Linked DNA regions of Sus scrofa: regions 1 and 3 are each linked to region 2. A link is a contact called in public Hi-C data. All regions are on one chromosome and are shown on one strand. The core of a region is the stretch at or near the end of the contact, and the rest is flanking DNA. Distances in the headings are between cores, read along the strand shown.

What was found. Hi-C and Micro-C count contacts between places; a contact is called where the count stands out from the background.
Region 1: a Hi-C map of retroperitoneal adipose tissue shows a contact between it and region 2, with 2.0 times the contacts expected there. The contact joins the enhancer-like site here to the promoter of RFX2 in region 2. A contact is called at or near these places in 1 of 5 promoter capture datasets (liver), 11 of 47 Hi-C or Micro-C datasets (adipose tissue, embryonic fibroblasts, fetal heart ventricle and 7 more) and 2 of 2 datasets of contacts at active chromatin or transcription factors (alveolar macrophages and skeletal muscle).
Region 3: a contact with region 2 is called in a Hi-C map of mesenteric adipose tissue, with 1.7 times the contacts expected there. The contact joins the enhancer-like site here to the promoter of RFX2 in region 2. A contact is called at or near these places in 1 of 5 promoter capture datasets (liver), 12 of 47 Hi-C or Micro-C datasets (adipose tissue, brain, embryonic fibroblasts and 8 more) and 1 of 2 datasets of contacts at active chromatin or transcription factors (skeletal muscle).

The regions. Positions count from the first base shown.
Region 1 is chr2:73,001,410-73,005,399 of Sscrofa11.1, forward strand. All of the region lies in intron 1 of RFX2 (DNA-binding protein RFX2), which reads left to right. Among named protein-coding and RNA genes, the nearest start is that of RFX2, 54 kb to the left of the region's middle. Within about 2 kb of position 2,317, at least 1 of the 83 cell types and tissues checked has an H3K27ac peak or open chromatin away from gene starts, as enhancers often do. A contact at or near this core is called in retroperitoneal adipose tissue, where this site is marked.
Region 2 is chr2:72,948,255-72,952,000 of Sscrofa11.1, forward strand. RFX2 (DNA-binding protein RFX2) reads left to right here and starts at 1,605. Exons shown (of 17, transcript XM_021083998.1): 1 at 1,605-1,830.
Region 3 is chr2:72,984,948-72,988,925 of Sscrofa11.1, forward strand. The region is part of intron 1 of RFX2 (DNA-binding protein RFX2); the gene reads left to right. Among named protein-coding and RNA genes, the nearest start is that of RFX2, 37 kb to the left of the region's middle. Within about 2 kb of position 1,749, at least 47 of the 83 cell types and tissues checked have an H3K27ac peak or open chromatin away from gene starts, as enhancers often do. A contact at or near this core is called in adipose tissue, embryonic fibroblasts, fetal skeletal muscle and 5 more, where this site is marked.

The DNA of each region.
Region 1 (3,990 bases), core at 1,067-3,566, 54 kb after region 2:
GCCATTTTAATTACTGTGCTTTTCAGCTCCCAAATTTCTACTTGGTCCTTCTTTAAAATTTCTGTTCCTCCATTGAAATTCTCATATGTTCATTCATTGTGTGTATAACTTCCTTTCAGTTCTTGAAGCATATTTTTAGTAGCTGCTTTGTCTGTATCACATGGATTAACTTAGTTTGGCTGTAACTGACTTCTCTCTTTTTTTTCTTTAGTAAGAGTCACAATTTCCTATTTCTTCTCATATTCTTTATTGGATTCTAGATATCATGATTGATACATTGTAGAATCTCTAGATTCTCTGTTCCCCTGACTGAGTCCTCTCTTTAACTTGGCTGAAGCAAGTAACAGCTGAAATCTCCTCATAGCTTTTTTCATCTATGTACTGCTGGTTTTTCACCAAGACTCCCATGTCTACCCCAGTTGGCTAAAGATTTGGGTGGACCCTGTAGTCGGATTTGGAAGTTCACCCCCTCTGTGGCTCACTTTCTTCCCAAATTCCCTCTCAATATTATAAACATCAAGACAACCAAGCTGCCGATTTCTGCCACCTAAGCATTTGTGGATTGAGGCATGCCCTCAAGCAAAAAGCCAGAGTCACTAACCAATGACAGTGGTCCTTCAAAGGTAGGCTCCCTGGCAATGTCTGACTGCTTTGGTCACCCTCTAGTGTCATTAAATAGTTGCTTTGAAAACAAACAAACAAACAAACAAACAAAAAACCCCACTTGTCTAGATTTTATAGTTGTTAGGAGGAGTTAGTCCAACCAATTTGCTCCATCATTCCTAAAAGACAATGCTCTGTTGCATACCTTTTAAAAACTACTTTTCTTTAAAAAAAAAAACACCTAAACTTTAATGTGTCAAGAACCCTTGATTAATGGACCAAAATAAAACATTTTTTAAGGAAACCAGATCAGCTTATGTGCAACCTACAACCTTGATTATCTTAGGTGGGTGAGGAAGGATTCTATATGGGATGCATTGTAGGGACCCCTGTGTGAATTTCGTGGGGCTGCCATTCAAAGGACCACAAACTGGATGCCTTCAAACAACAAAAACTTATTCTATCACAATTCTGGATCCCTCTAAGGGAGAATCCTTCTTGCCTCTTCGAACTCTAGTGGACCTGGCAGTCTTTGGCATTCCTTGGCATCACTCTAGTCTCTGCCTCCATCATCACATGGCCTCTTCCCTGTGCATCCTTTTTTTCTATTACAAGAGCAGTGTCACTGGATTAAAGGTCCACCCTAATGCAGTATGATCTCACCTCCATCCTTTCCTTGAGTGCATCTGCAAAGACACTATTTCCAAATGAGGTCACAGTCTGAGATTTGGGTGGATGTGAATGTGGAGGGACAGTATTCAACCCACTCCAGCTCTCCAGAGTGATCTGTCCATTGTGTCCAAAAATCCCATCTTAAGTTTAAGGGATACATCTGGCTTCCAGGATTCCGGGATTTGATAAATCAATTTTATTAGCAACATTGTAAGCTTCAGGAATACCACTGTCATTTCAGGTCAGTGTCTGATATTTCCTTTTGCCTTTTTTTTTTTTTTTTTTTTTTTTTTTTTTTTTTTTTTTGGCTATGCCTGCAACATGTGGAAGTCCCAGGGCCAGGGATCAAACTTGCACCACAGTAGCAATCAAACCACTGCAGCAACAACACCAGATCCTTAACCTATTGCACCACAATGAAACCCCTCTGTTTGTCTTTAAATGTCAATAGCCCCACCCTCCTAACAATTTGGGTGGCGCTCTGGGGCCCCCTTCAGTCTTGTCATGTTGGTGAGATGTGGCCCCAGAACTATGTGCTGGATCAAGGGCCACCAGGCCTCAAGGCTTTGAATCCAGGAAGTGTAATTTTTCTACCCATCTTCCAAAACCACATTGCTTTATCAAGCCCAAATTATATGGACCAGTGACCAGCAACTGTGGCCCATGGGTCAAACCTGGCTGATCGCCTGTTTTTACAAATAAAGTTTTATTAGAACACGGCCGGGATCATTCATTGTCAGCCATGGCTGCTCTTGTGCCATGATGGCAAAGTCTAGTGGTCGCAACAGAGACCAGCTGGGCCCCAAAGTCTCTAGTCCTTTACAGAAGAAGTTTTCTGACTCTGGTCTAAACAATATCCGCTAAGCAGTGTGATAGACAGCCAGGGCCTGGTCAGGGGCGTGTTAGACTAGGGAACACCCTAACATCAAAACTGCATGTGATCTTGAATAACTTGCATTCTGGAGGGTGCGTTCTGGCCACAGTAAGCAGAGCATGGGCCTACCATCTATCCCAGCTTTTCACAACCCCTTCTTGTTTTCATAAGACTTAAGCTGTGGAACATGAAACTGGTCTCAATGAAGTCAGCCTTCTCACTTTCTCACTAGTGGATTTGTTACATGGAGAGTTCTAGTCCATTTCTTCCTAGTGCCACTGAAGTTACCCACCTGGCTTCAGATGGGAGTAAAGTGATATAGCGGGGCCATATGATGGGTTTAAAGGTCAGAGAAAACTAAGGGACCTCGATTAAGCAAATTCCAACAGAATAATTCCATAGGTCAGTTCCATCAGGAAGGCAGAGAGAGTTGAAGATCCAGGCAATACATTATTGGAAATTCACAATCTCCTCTTCCTCCTCCTCAGAAAGAGGCAAAGAAAGTAAGGGGCACCAGTCACTGCGTAGCTCTGGGGACATCTGGTGGTGAGAAGTGAGTCAAGGTCATGGGAAAGAAGAATGCCACGAGCACGGCCACAGTCCATCCAGTGGTATTTGGGAGTGAGATGGGGGAGTCACAGCATGGTCACTAAAAATGGGGTCGAGCCAACACTCTCAGATCCAAGTGCATACCCACTTCTGCTTCCCTTAGGCAAATTATTTTAATCTATTATCAGTTTTTCTTTGTATTTTAAAAACAAAGCTAAAAAAAAAAAACAAACCTCCATTCATTATCAGAGGTGGGGACTCTTGGGGCTATACAGAAACATATATGACAGTATGTCCTGGGCAGTGTGTCTTGGTGCCTTGTTGTTCCAGCCTCTCTGGGAATTAGGAGCCCAGAGACGCCACTGATGGGTGAACGTGCTCAGAGCCACGGCCAGGAGGGAGAGGGATGGGGACAGGTGTATCTGACCATAACGCTACTTCTTCTCTCTGCAGTTTTCGTATTAAAATGCTTCTCAGGAGTTCCTGTCATGGCACAGTGGAAACGAATCTGACTAGGAACCATGAGGTTGCAGGTTTGATTCCTGGCCTTGCTCAGTGGGTTAGGGATCTGGCATTGCCATGAGCTGTGGTGTAGGTTGCAGATGCAGCTCGGATCCTGCGTTGCTGTGGCTATGGTATAGGCTGGCAGCTATAGCTCCGATTAGACCCCTAGCCTGGGGACCTCCATGTGCTGCAGGTGCGGCCCTAAAAAGACAAAAGACAAAAAAATAAAAAATAAAAAAATAAAATGCTTCTCAAAGCCCTAAGGTAGCCTAGCCAGTGTTTATTTTAAAATGAAGCGCTTTCAGAGTTCCCTCGTGGCTCAGGGTCAAGGATCCAATGTTGTCATTGCTGTGGCATGGGTCACTGCTATGGTGCTGGTTCCCTGGCCCAGGAATTTCCATATGCTGAAGGCATGGCCTGAAAAAAAAAAAACAAAACAAAAACCAAGTGACGAGTTTGACTTTTAGCATTTTCCTGGAGTGACCATTTGTATCATCTGCCACTTTGTGCTGAGGTTAAATGAATCTTTTGGCAGAGAAGTTTTAAACTACCTTTTTGCAAGACTGTCTGTGCCTGACTACAAAGAAATAGTTTTACGCTTTCTCATGGGCGAAGGAACAGAGGGCCCTTTTCCTTATTGCTGAAATGCTTGAGGACTTTTCTCCAGCCCAAAGCAATGTGCCATTTCTTTCCTCTGCTCTCAACTATTTTCTCTCTAGGCCAGTGGTTCTCAACCAGGGTTGAATCTGATCCTCAGGGGATACTGGGCAGTTTCTGGGGAGTGTGGT
Region 2 (3,746 bases), core at 355-2,854:
CAGGTTTGATCAATGGCCTCGTTCAATGGGTTAAGGATCCGGCACAGCTACAAGCTGTAGTGTAGGTTGCAGATGCAGCACAGATCCCGAGTGGCTGTGGCTGTGGCCAGCAGCTGCAGCTCTGATTCGACCCCTAGCCCGGGAACTTCCATATGCCGCAGGTTTGCCCCTAAAAAGGGGAAAAAAAAAAATCCATCACATGAAAATCTTTAAGAAACAACCTATCAGATGGTGGAGAAATCAACGTAGCTAAGTCACTGTCAGCATTTTCATTAAAACAGAATAGAAAAAAATCAGCATTACCTAAAGTATCATGTCATGAAAATACTGTTTTGGTTACATATACATTTGCGTGGACTGGGACTTGGAGTAACATGTATTTCCTGCTGTGCCTTGTGGTCAAAAATGTTTGAAAACCACCCATCTAGTGGTCAAGGGTGTGGGATTTGGTGACAGACCCCTGGAGTTTGAAACCTTTATGGATGTTTGATATAAATTCTCTCATTCTTTCCCAACCTCTGAATGGGAATAAAGCATAATAGAGATAATAGTCTCTTTCTCGTGAGATTTGACTGAGTTAGCATACGAAAAATGCTCAGATCACTTTCTGGCATTAAGGACAGTTTAGTCACTGTTGACTAATATGATTATTCAAATGAATGAATGAGGCTGAAATCTAATCTTCCCTTAAATTGCCCTGTCTGCCTCTTCTCAGAACATGCTTTTTCTCCTAGTGTTCCAGTCCCTTCTCCCAAATAACTGTATATTTGCTTTTTTATTGTTTATTGTCAATCCACCCCCCGCTCCAGTAAAAACTCTAAGAGAGTCCCTTGTTTGTCCCATTCAAAAGTTGAACCTACTATTAGGGAGTAGAAAAAAAGTTTGGCCTGTGCAGGGCCAAATAGAAAATATTTTATACTTTGCTTAAGTCATCCCATTGTCGTGCAAATACTCAGCTCTTTACTATCCATCTCTCCCTGTGGCGTGAAAGCAGCCTTCTATGTCCCTTAATAACGCCGAGGCAGGGTGGTGGGAGGAGTCATGGGGGGGGGCCTCTAGGCGCGCAGAATTTGGCCCAGGGCCTATAGTCTGCCACCGACTTTCATATAGTTTCCACATGCCACAAAAGATTCTTCCTTTGATTTTTTTCTTTTTAACCACTTAAAAAAATATTTTAAAATTCCCAGTTTGTGGGCCATGAAAATAGGGTAGTGGGCTATATCTGGTCCACTGGTCAGAATTTGCTGACCTCGGACCCAGACTGTTCGAGGACGCCCGACAATCATCTTTGTAATAGGCGAAGGCCCCTGGGACCCCTAAACTCTGCCTTTGGAGCTGCGCCACCAGCACCCGGCCCGCCCGCGCCTACCGCTTGCGAACCCTCGGAACCGCGCGCCTCCCGCCAGCCCCGCCCTTCCTCGCGGCAATTGGTCGGGCCTCGCCCTCTTCCTTGCCGGGGAACGCCCCCTCTGACAGGCACTTAGGGCAGCCAATGGAGAGCCTCGAGGCCTTGCGCCCCGCCCCTACAGCGCCCGTTGGAGGCGGGCATGGGCGGGCCGTTGAGGGGGTGGGGCGTGGAACCTGGTAACCGTTGCCGATAACAACGCCCCGCCCCGTCGCGGCAGGAGGGCAGGCAGCGCGAGGCGGGCTAGCAGGCGGGCAAGCGGGCGGGCGCCGGGAGCGGGAGGAGGAGCGGCCGCCGCCGCCACCGCCGCCGCCGCCATAGAGACTGTAGCCGTGGAGACTGTTACTTACCAACGGGGACCAACACGCAGCAGCAGCCGCCGCCGCCGCGGGAGCCGTTGCCCGAACTCCCGGCCCGAACTCCAGGTGACCGATGCGACCGTCCCGGGCCCTGCCCGGCCGGGGAGTGCGGGGGGCGGCGGGGACCGCGATCGAGGGGTCGGGAGTGGGCAGCCCAGTCCTTGCCGTTCACCCCAAACGTCCGGGATGGCGCGTCCGTGGGACCTACCTCTGTACCCCGAGTCCCGAAGGCGCGGCTGAGTTTGGGGCGCCCAGGGACCCCTTTTTCCTTTTAACCAAATTCGGGGAGAGGTGGGGGGACTCATCGCCTCACTTCTCACAAAACTTCCGGAGTTGGGGCCCCCCAAGAGCCCTATTTCACTCTTACCCTAAAAATCCCCGAGTTGGGGGCGCCCCTGGAACCCCTCTCAAACTTTTACTTTCAAACATCCGGAATTTGGGGCTCCTGGGGAACCTCTTCTCTCTTTTATCCCTCAAATCCTTAAACTGGGGGTGCCGGAGGACCCCTTTCGCACTCTTTACCCTAGACTCTCTGAACTGGGGACTCTTTGGCAACTTCTTTCGAACTCTTATATTTAAAACTCCCTGAATTGAAGGCGCCTGGAGACTCCTCCTGTTTACTCCCCAAATCTCTGAAATTGGGGCACCCATGGGGCCCTTTTCTCACGCTCAACCTCAAATTCCTGAATTGGGAGGGCCTAAAAGATTCGTTCTAACCTTCACCCTCAAATTCCTGGATTGAGGTGACCCGGGGAGCTTCTCGTTTTGACCCTGCTCCCAAATACTGAATTTGAGGGCTGCCTGTAACTCCATTCTCGCTTTTTAATACAAAGTCAGTGCGCCGGTCTAGAACAGGAACCCCCCTTCTCACTCTATGGCCACAAAATCCCCAAGAATTGGGCTTACCAGAGACCCGTTTCTCACCTTTCCACCCCAAATCCTCGCGTTTAGAGCTCCTCCCTCGGATACTCTGAGCGCTCTCACTTGTGACCCCCGCATTCCTAAATTTGGGGGGTCCTGGATCCGCCACTCCCTCCACGCCCCTCAGGAAGCCCCTTCGCACACCCGCAGCTCCCCTATTTGGACTGATAGCGAAGCAAGAAAAGTTTCACTGAAAGGTGTTTTTTTTTTTTTAATTTATTAATTTATTATTTTGTTTAAAGAGCCCAACATGTGGCTCAAACTGGTCTGTGGCATTTTCTCCAGAGGTCGTGCGAGTGCATGTGTGTTTGTGAATCCAGCTCCCACCCCCTGACCCCCAGAACACACGCACCCCAAATCCTCTCGGTTCCTTTCTTTTTCCCTCTGGGATGAGTCGCGGCTCTCTCTCCGTCTTCGTCCCTGTTGCTTTTTCTCGCCGCTGCGCTAGGAAAGTTGAGTTTCCGATCCTAGTGGCTATTTCCAGGGCCCCCGGGGCCCAACTGCCCCTGCCATTCCGGCTGCTGCGGCGGGGGTGGTTCATCTCCTAATTTTAACCTTCTGGTTGCCCCACAGGAATGAGGGAGAAGGGCAGGATGCAGCACTGGAGTCCAGAGCTGCCTTTTTTCGGAGACCTCGTTCCTGCTTGTGGGTGTTTTATTATTCGCCACCCCCAGCCCAACACACAGTTATTTTCTTGCTTTGTACATTCAACTGTCAGTGCAGATGGTCATGAGTTTTATCCCTTCTCAATCAGCTTTATATCCTCGAATCTGAAATATCAAACCTGATACAAGGCTCTCCATCTCAATTAAGACTTACCCAACAGAATAATAATAATAATAACAACAACAATAATAGAAAACATTAACAACAAATTTTTTTTTTGCCTGCACTTAGTGTGGACATATTTTTATCTTGTTGTTCATAATCGGAAACATTATTTGTTTGCTTATATAAAGACCCTTAACTCTCTGTCCTGGGGAGTATCTGGATTTGGTTCCCTGTTCTTTCTCCCGTTCAAGTTTAAAAACGTGAACCGACTGTCAAATAACCTTAGAAAT
Region 3 (3,978 bases), core at 499-2,998, 37 kb after region 2:
CAGTCAAATGTTGACCCTTGTCACTGAAGCCACATGCTTCCCATTCAGTCCTCATGTTTTAAGATCCTTGGCCGCCCTTCCCCAAAATAAGACCATGGCCTAGAACTCTACACTCCCCTTGTAAGAAAGACAGGGTGCTGCCCTCTCCCTTTCTCCGTCCCAGAGCCTCGAGGGTCCATGTGCAGCCCGCACTGCTCCGCAGAGCTGGAACCCTGTTGGCTTTGAGTTCAGCTCATTTTCTTTTCTCTGCGGGTCAAGATTAGCCAACACAAGGGACCTCCCTGCCGCCTCTTTCCGGGGCTGTGTGTTCCTGTGCTTCCTGCCATCTGGGGGCCCCGATATGGCCTGGCTTCCTCTTCCAAGAGCCTCCCCTCTCTGAGTGGGGCAGCAAGAGCAGGCACCGGGGCGCCAGATGCTGCAAGTTTCTTCCGGGACGGTCCCAGGAGGTGTTTCTAATGCTGAATCCACAGTTCTATTTGTACCTATTTCATGCGCAGTTGACGTTCTCAAAAGTCTTTTTAATTAGGTATCTACTCCTCTGTTCTTACGTGTTTTTCAAATAGCTTAATCCCTGGGTTGTTTCAGTTTGTCTAATCACTGCACGGAAAACCTGGGTGCAGCTCTGAGCTGCCCCATATTGTTTGCTTGATGATAAATAAATTCTTTCCTCTTGGAGAAAAAGGCACTCTCTCCTCCCAGCGCTAGGAAGGATTGAACAAGTCCCTCCTGGGATGCTTTCCGAGGAGAGAGTTGGTCCTTCTTGGGTTTTGTTATTTCAGAACAAATATGGTAAACTGTTTTCCCCTTGGTTACTATAGAGAGGAGATTATTTGCCTTTCTCTTCGGGCTTCTGAAAATAATAGATTACATATTTGGGAGGGTTTTTTTTTAGATCTGGTTAATGTGAGATAGAGGGGATTGCTCCGGGGATGACATTGTTTGGTTTGGGAAGTATTCTCGCCGTTGCCCAGCAACAGGCTCTTGGAGACGGGAGTGGACTGCGTCGTCCCTGGCAACCGTTGTTACTCAGCAAACAATGAGGGCCGGCAAACAGCGCCAGGACTGCGGACTCCAGGTTTTAATTGAACATCTGCATATATTTTTCTCTGGTGAAATGATGTTTAATTTGCCACGACAGGTAGACCTGGGTCCACCTGGGGTCTACTTCGAAGAAAGCGTATTGTCACATTGACATCTCATCTGTATAAATCAAGAGGAGCTGTTGGGGAAAAACTTTTAGCCACTTGAACATGTCCTAGATCACTCTCAACTGGAGACTTATTTCAGACTTAAGTGGAATGTCTTTTTTGATCTAATTCCTTGTGTTTATAAAATCATTACCTGTCCAACCTACTTAACACATGTCACTGATAAGCAGCAACTCCTCAGACGCTTTTCAGCATGAAGTTTTTACTCCTGTTGCTCAAGAATATCAGAAAAGCCAGGCGTTGAACCCTGACAGCTCACAGGCAAAGACAGTCACATTCGAGGTTGGCTGGTGATGAAAACCGGACCCCCAACCTCCGGTTCTTCAATATCGCTCTTAAGAAGTTGGGAACTGAGGTGACACTCGGGGCAGTGGGACCATCAGGCTTATTAGGGGAAGCCAACAGGTTTCCACTAAATCCTCACTCTGCTGAGGGGCACTTTGCAGCCACTGGGGTGGATTTTGATCAAAACAGTGTCACTCCTCCACTAGAGATAGCGATTGTTTACCGGGTCCGTTGCTTAGGTAAACATGGCTCCTGGTAGTCATTCAAAGCTGGTGACACATTTCTTTCCCTCCTCCCTGCGCCACCCTCCACCCCCGCCCACCAGCTAGGGCTATAAATTGAGAAATGTTAGTCAGGGCAAGTTTTTGGTGGGGATTCGATCCTGCCTTATTCATCTCAAGTGCAGTCCATCTGACTAATGCAGCAGCAACCACAGAAGCGCCGCCTGTATCAGAACACGGCAGCCCACAGTCAGTAAAACAGCCCTCATGGGGAGACTTGCTTAGTCGTCTGCATTTTTGTTTCTTTTTGAAGGATGATCCGCTCTGTGGCTGAATGCCCCAACGAACCACATGTTGACTGCTCCTTTGTACCAGCCTTCTAGCTAATGTCTTGTGATGATTTTATTTTATTTTATTATTTTTTATTTATTTATTTATTTATTTTGTCCTTTTTTTTTTTTTTTTTTTTTTTGCCATTTCTTGGGCCGTTCCCGCGGCACATGGAGGTTCCCAGGCTAGGGGTCGAATCGGAGCTGTAGCCACCGGCCTACGCCAGAGCCACAGCAACGCGGGATCCGAGCCGCATCTGCAACCTACACCACAGCTCACGGCAACGCTGGATCGTTAACCCACTGAGCAAGGGCAGGGATCGAACCCGCAACCTCATGGTTCCTAGTCGGATTCGTTAACCACTGCGCCACGACGGGAACTCCTTGTGGTGATTTTAAAGTATCTGAACAACTTTCCCTATTTGCCTTTGCAACCCAAACTTATAATAGGATGGCATCTGTGTTCTATAATAAATAAAGCAAGCTATTAAAAAAAAAAACTTATTAGCTGCCATCCCTATTAGATGCAGTAATTAAAATCCAGTTACATCAAGTGTTGCTGGAATCAAAATGAGTAAGTTCTGACTTACATGAAGATTCCCCCAAAGATTAATTAGAGTACATGGTTCTGGGAGTTCCCATTGTAGCTCAGTGGAAATGAAACTCAATAGGATCCATGAGGACATGGGTTTGATCCCTGACCCCACTCAGTGGGTCAAGGACCCAGCGTTGCCGTGAGTTGTGGTATAGGTCACAGACGTGGTTTGGCCTGGGAACTTCTATGTGCTGCAGGAGTAGCCCTTAAAAAAACCAAAAAACCATGATTCTTCCCACAGCTAGTTGCAGCAGGATAGTTGTAGATCATTTTACATTAAGAAAGGTAGATCCTTCCAAAAGAAAGGATATTCTGCAATCCAGAAAATTGTTTCGTACTTGGTCTTAGTTTTTTGGTTTTGTTCTTATTTTGTTTTGTTTTTTTAGAGGTGCCTACAGTATACGGAAGTTCCTGGGCCAGGGGTTGAACCCGAACCACAGCAGTGACCCTTGCGACAGTGGTGACAATGCTGTGTCCTTAACCACTAGGCAACCAGGGAACTCCCTGGTCCCAGTTTGGGCCAGTCATTTTTTTCAGGAATTGTATCCTGATTTTTAAAAATTTTTTTAAAAAATCGATCATTTAAAAAGTTTCCCATGGAACTTCTTTCCCCCCACATCAGACCTTGCAGCTTGGGCACCTAAGGTCTCTGGGTTAGATCATTCCTCCATGTGGTGAAAGAGCTGTGCTAGGAGATTTTAAGGCCCCTCCAGTGCCGTGATTTCAAGTGTAAGTTCTTCATTTTTAGGTAAAGTGACAATGGAGAGGGGAGGTGGGGGTAAACTAGTGGGTCCCGGGTGTGCTATTGGTAAGATAAAGCCAGCTTCGTCTTACCCAGATCCGTCACAGAAGTACTGCCTGTCACCTGTGGTTACTGGCCGTCCCTGGGGATGGTGAGGGGGACAGGAAGTGCCCTGGTGCCAGGCAGCACCATCCTGTGCTGGGTTGTCACCAGAATCACTCCAGAAGATGCTGTCAATGAAGAAGCTCCAGGCCTGTCCCTTGTCATCCTCCTCCCTCTGCTGTGTGGGGTGCTCTGATGACTTGGACAGTGGAGAGGGGATGAGTTAAATCAGTACCTTCCCCACCTGCCATAACACAAAAGTAGGACACCAGTGAAACTGCACCCAACACAACGAGATCGGTGGCGTCTTGGGAGCACTGAGACGCGGTTCGATCCTCAGCCCTGCACAGTGGGTTAAGGATCTGGCATAGCCCAGCTGCGGCCTAGATTGGTCTGATCCCTGATCCCGGAGCTCCATGTGCTGCAGTTGGTCGAAAAAGAAAAGAAGAAGAAAAGAAACTGAGCCTGAGACCCTGGGGCCAGAGACCCTCCAGTG